2 separate regions of the Urocitellus parryii genome follow, and region 2 is linked to region 1. The links are chromatin contacts, called in public Hi-C maps. All regions are on one chromosome and are shown on one strand. Each heading gives the region's core, a stretch centred on a gene start, on an enhancer-like site or on the middle of the called end of the contact. The rest is flanking DNA. Distances are from core to core; before and after follow the strand shown. Region 1 holds the start of Dnajc21 (DnaJ heat shock protein family (Hsp40) member C21). Region 2 holds the start of LOC144255457.

Region 1 (2,880 bases), core at 274-2,773:
CTTCCATTATTTAATTTTTAATTTTCTGCTAAAGATCTTAGATGTATGTTAACTATGTTACTTATCTTGAAATAGTCTAAATTAGACTAGTTATACAAGTAATTCAGTTCAGAGGTTCACTTCTGTGGTTAATTAAGTCCAAATCTAGTTAAATGCAAAAAACAAGGTGGCCATTGGTTTATTTAGGCAATTATGGATAGCCTTGGATTAAAAAAATGAGACAAACTATTCAGGATTGTTAAATACCCACATCTCAGAAAAAGGTTGATCTTAAAACAAACTAACAATTTGCCAGTTTGAAGACACCTTTTTGAGAGATGCATTGTGGAGTTCAGGTAGAATCTCCAACCTCATATTTGTAAATGATCAATTTCCATATGGAAATGTTTTTATGCCCTGAATTTTCACAATGATTTTTATGGATACCTTATCTGAGTGAACTCTGGAATGGATCATCTCCCAAATCCATGTTCATTTAGAAGTTAATCTATTATTTTCTTAAGACTGAAATTTATATTCAGGGTCATTGTCTTTAAAATTTCTAAACATTGTTATAGGCAAAAATAGGTCTCCTCTCAGAAGGGAAAAAAAAAGCAAGTGACTTCCAGATTTTGTACATGAAGGCAGATATAGTGGGAATAAAAAGAACCTCTCCACCAAATCCATTCACAGGAGGGGAAAGGTCCCATGTTTCTTCAAACCTTATTAAATTGGAATTTTTTTTTTTATAGATCTTCCATCAATGCAGAGCAGTTAGCTAGTCAGATAACCCAAACCTTGTTAATTAAAAATCATCCCATAATTGCTTTCTTAATCTAAACCAATCTGGCAAGTAGGATGAAGCCAGACAGGATTAAAGTAATGGATGGATAGATCAGCACAATTCCATGTGTATTGGTTATTTTAAATGTGTTGATGTTTTCTTCTTAAATTGTTTGATAAGCTGATTTATACAATCTTCTTTAATGTCATTTCTCATGTATATTGGTCAAAGTGAGTGGTAGCATAGGTTTTACCAAGTGGCAGCTGCCAAGAAGTGAATGTAGTCCAATGAATCCTGCCATTACATAGAGAAGGAGACTTGAGCCAACCTCTTGACTACTTGGAGCCCCATTTGCCTCATCTATTACAAAGGGGACTTAGTTGAGAAATAATCTGAACCCCATGATATTTTCGAGAATCCTTCCCATACCAACCTTGTCTCCCTCCCGCCTCAGCCCTCAAGCGGGCTGTTGTCCAGCCAGTGTCACTCACCGACTGCGGTTTGTGCCGCTCACAATGACACCCGCCGTGGCCCCGCCCACTGCCCGGAGGCCCCGCCTCCCACTCCTTCAGAGCCCCTGCGAAGCCCCGCCTCCCTCCCCGCGGCTCTTCCCGGAATAGAGCCCAGCCCCCGCCCATGCGGAGCCGCGGCCGCCGGCGCCGCCCCCTCTGCGCGCCCGCGTGCCGCAGCCCGCGTCGCCTACCGCCGCCGCGTGCCTCCGCTGCCCCGCGCCGCTGCCGCCGCCGCCGCCACGCTCGCTGGCTGGCCGGGTGCGGGCGCCGGGCTCCCGCCGGAGGAGAGGACAACCAGCGCCGCCGCCGCCGCTCGGGTCCGGGCCCGGGTCCCGGCCCCGGCCCCGTCCCGGGCCCCGGCCACAACCCCTTGCCGGGCCCGGCCATGAAGTGTCACTACGAGGCGCTGGGGGTGCGGCGCGACGCCAGTGAGGAGGAGCTCAAGAAGGCCTATCGGAAGCTGGCCCTGAAATGGCACCCGGGTAGGTTACCGCCCCGCAACCGCCGCGGCGCTGGGAAAAGCCCGGGCGACCTTTCTCACCCCGTCCCGCGTGACACCGGGAGGCTGGCGGGCGCGACCTACCTGCTGCTGGGCCAGGTGGCAGCGCGCAGTCTGCCCATCCTGCGGTGGACGCCCCTCTCCTTCCCGCATTGCCCGTGTTTGGGAAGCCCACACTCTGGCGACTTCACCTGCCCTCTCGCAGGTTCTGCTCAGAACCTCTGGGTTCTGCCCTGCCCTGGAAGGAGTCGGCCTGGCAAGCCTCCGCCCTGCCGGTCCTGCTGGCCCAGCCTCCGGCGATCCTCCCTCAGCTGCCCTGAACTCGGCTGGGGAACCCCAGCTGCTTAGAGCTCACCTAGGGCTCCTTTCTTCCTGAAGTGAAGACCAGGGAGCCAGTAGGGTGTCTTAGAAAGGGATGCCTGTGTTTTTTCTTTTAGTGGGCTGCTTAAACACACCCTGTGAATTGGACATTTGTCTTCAGATGAAGAGTTCTAATCAGGTGTCTTCCATAATGAAGTTTTTGTATGTTCACTTTGACATGCGCCTTCTTTGGATATTTTGTTTGTATCCAGGCCTGTGCGACTTTTCTGAAGTAATCTGATCTTCCAGACTGGGTCACTAAGACCATAGTTGAATCTCCGCTTTTGGGGAGTTTTAATAAGAGGCTTTTATTTTAACCATTAATTAATAAACAGACTTTCCAATATATGCAAGTCACCGCACTGTGTAACACGTAGATTATGAAATGCCACGGCAGGAATTTCACAGTCTAGTTGGGAAAACATTCCTCACACACATTAAGAGTTAACTACAAGTGCAAAGAAAAAATAGCACAACATAAGTAACAGAAAAACTAGTAAATGCCCAGAAACTCAAGGAAGGAGTTATCACTATGTACTGATAGATGCTGAGGTTTTCCCTCTTTATAGAAACTTGGATTGGGTCCTGGAAGAATGGAATGAATGTGGAAAAATGAACTAACAAGGATGGGAAGAACTTTGGTGGTGGGCAAAAGATCTTCCAGCAAGGGGTTTAGCAAAGGCAGTGTTTATAGAAAGAAGGAAAAATAAGGATTGGTAAGAGTGAAGAAATACTGGGGAGCAGAG
Region 2 (2,880 bases), core at 229-2,728, 240 kb before region 1:
CGGGTCACCTGACTCACGGAATTTGGGGCCGCGCTGGGCTGAAGGGGAGGGGAATGGCTAGCACCTCCCTTCCCGCTCCCCCTGGATCCAGGTCGGCGGGGGCCGGCGCCCGGCGGCCACGTGGTAGTGCTGCCGCTGCCCCCGCCCCGCCGGCCCAGCCAGGGAGCCGCGGCGCCCACTGACCCCCGCAGCGGGAAGGAGGAGGGACGGAGGCGCAGGAAGCCGACAGGAAGCGAGCGCGGCGGCCGCGTTTTCCTGGGGAAGCCGCGGGCGGGGTGGCGCAGCCAGCAGGGCCCGGGAGCCGCCGCCTCGATGGGGTGAGTGCGCGTCGCCGAGAGTTGCGAGGCTCCCGGCGCGGGGTCCCGGCCCGCGGGGTCCCCTCCTTTGTGTCTGGAGCTGGGGCCAGGGAGGCGGCGAGGCGCGGCGGACGGCCCGGGGCTTAGCGGCTTAGCGGGCGGCAGCCAGGGTCCCGCCAGCAGCGCCCGGTCCGCGCCCGCCGCCGACTGTCCGCGGAGGACAGATGGGACCCGGGGAAGAGGAGGGTGGCGGGGATCTGGGGAGAGAGAGAGAGGGAGGACCGGCCAAGTTAGGAAAAGGGGGTCCTCCTCCTCCCGCCCCGCTCCGCCCCGCGACTCGCCGGCGGGCTGGGGCAGGGCCGAGCTCGGGTTCTGCGGAGGGAGCCGGTGGGAATGAATGACCAGACCCGGGCGCGCCCTGGCTCAGCACCCTGCCCACCTGCGTCGCCCTTCCCGGCGTCCCGCTCCCCCAGGTCCCTGCTTCGGGGCTCGACCCGCCTCCCTGCCGAACTTGGAGGAGCTGGGCAGGAGGTGTGAGCTGGGGACTCCGCGGCTCCGCGAGACCCAGGGACCGCTATTGTTCTTTTTCTGACGCCCGAGAGCCGCTCAGCTGGCCGAAGGGCGCAGAAGAGACCACTTCGAGCCTGCCACAGCCCCCTGCCCACGGCCCCCTTGTCCCTATACTCGCCGCGGATCCGAGGAGGCGGGGAGGAGGGATGCTGGAGTGAGGCAGACTCGCGGTAGCTGGGACTTTGGGAAAGAGGAGGATGTGGAGCCGCCAGAGGGGCTCCCGCCATCTCCCGCGACCCCGACCCGGGAGGGCGGCATCTTTGACTCATCTTCCTTTCGCTGCCGGCTGGGGCAGCTTGTGTCCACGGTTTAGATTTTGCAGTTTGCAGCGTTCGTTTCTTAACCCCCTTTGGGCTTCATATCCCCTTCTGGAGAAAGGGGGCCTCAAAACCTGAAGAGGCAACAGACGGGAGATGAAGATAAATGGAGCCCAGTGCGACGAGAAGGCCTGGGCAGGGGCTGTGTGTTCAGGCTTCCCTTTCTTTTCCAAGGAGCTCAGCTCGGCGCAACTTTGTTTGCAGTGCTGATGGGGGCAAATCTGCGGATTCCAGGCCGCTCAGCTCGGACCTGCGGCTTCCCTTCGCAGTAGACTCACAGGTGATTTGCCTGGGATTCCCTTCCCAGAGAGTAGAGTACCGAGCTGCCTGGGATGGGGAGGAAAAAAATAGCTTGCTCTCTGGGGAATGTGACCTTAAGGCCTAAAAGACCAGGCAAAGAGAGGAGCTGGTTTTGTCTTTCAGTAGGACTTAGCAGAAGCTCTTTAGCGCCAAGTCTCACACCTCCCTGGTTTGACTGAGTTGGAGAAAAAAGACTGAATCACAGGGAGGCTGGATTTTGATAGCTCTATCTGCGGCTTGCTCAGCCCTGTTCACTCGCGTGGCTGTGAGTTTTATTACTGATGAATATAATTCGATAATATTTTTAAAATGATAACTAACAGGTAAGATGTTTTCTTCCTTGGTATTATAAGACAATTGGTTTTATCGGAAGAAATGTATCCAGTTGTTAATGTTTTAACCAGTGTTTGCTTAAGAGATGTAAGAGAGCATGGGCTGTCACACGACTTTAATCTGTATTCACTGAAATGCTTCATTAATGAATTTATTGTAGCATTTTCCATTTTAAGTACATTCCTTAAATTTGTTTTATAGCCCTTCCTACCCCAAGCTGGGGATCAAATCCAGGGCCTTGGACATTCTAGCACTCTACTACAGAGCTACAACACATATTCCTTTTATGACTTTTTGAGAGTAGTGATGGTGGTTAAAACCAGTTGAATTTTTTTTACTCTTATCTATGAAATTGAGTAAGAAGAATGGATGCAGAGCCTTTGGAAATTCAATGGAAGAATGAATATGATATGATATATATGATATGTCCCCGCCCACTGGTACTGTACTCTGACAATGAAATTCTGTTTCCAGACTGCTGTTTCTAAATGCATCTTAGAGATAGGTACACCTACCATTCCTCTTTGCTATTTTTTGTTGCTAGGTATCAACACAGTTCCTGAGGCATGCTAAGCACATACTCTGAGCTATACCCCAAGCTTCCTGCACACCAGCCCCCATGTTTGTTTGTTTGCACAGGGGATAGAACCCAGGGGCACTTAACCACTGAGCAATGTCTTTAGCTCTTTTTTATATTTTATTTTGAGACAGGGTCTTGCTAAGTTGCTTAGGGTCTCGCTAAGTTGCTGAAGCTGGCTTTGAACTTTTGATCCTCCTTCCTCAGCCTCAGGAGCCTCTGGGATTAAAGGCATGCGCCACCGCCAGCAGCTCCCATTCTTTAAAAGTGAAGAAACTGAGATTTGGAGTTAAGGGCAATTCCCTTGGAGTGTGGTACATAACTTTTTGTTTTTTCCTTTCTTCTGAAATAAAAAGAAATCTGAAATATTTCAAACATACATCAAAAAAGAATACAGCAAGGCATTCATGTTTTACTGCCTAGGTTTAAGAGTTGCTTAATATGCCCCCTCCCTCAATAAAATAAACTGCAACTCAGTTTTTTTTTT

The links. Hi-C and Micro-C count contacts between places; a contact is called where the count stands out from the background.
Region 2: a Hi-C map of muscle shows a contact between it and region 1, with 4 times the contacts expected there. The contact joins the promoter of LOC144255457 here to the promoter of Dnajc21 in region 1. A contact is called at or near these places in 2 of 2 Hi-C or Micro-C datasets (liver and muscle).

What each region holds. Positions count from the first base shown.
Region 1 is chr1:21,669,646-21,672,525 of mUroPar1.hap1, reverse strand. Dnajc21 (DnaJ heat shock protein family (Hsp40) member C21) reads left to right here and starts at 1,523. Exons shown (of 12, transcript XM_026390131.2): 1 at 1,523-1,757. The coding sequence starts at 1,661.
Region 2 is chr1:21,906,603-21,909,482 of mUroPar1.hap1, reverse strand. It overlaps LOC144255457, which reads right to left and starts at 1,478. Exons shown (of 2, transcript XM_077800160.1): 1 at 736-1,478. The coding sequence starts at 1,135. It overlaps Rai14 (retinoic acid induced 14), which reads left to right. Exons shown (of 17, transcript XM_026390127.2): 1 at 1-317.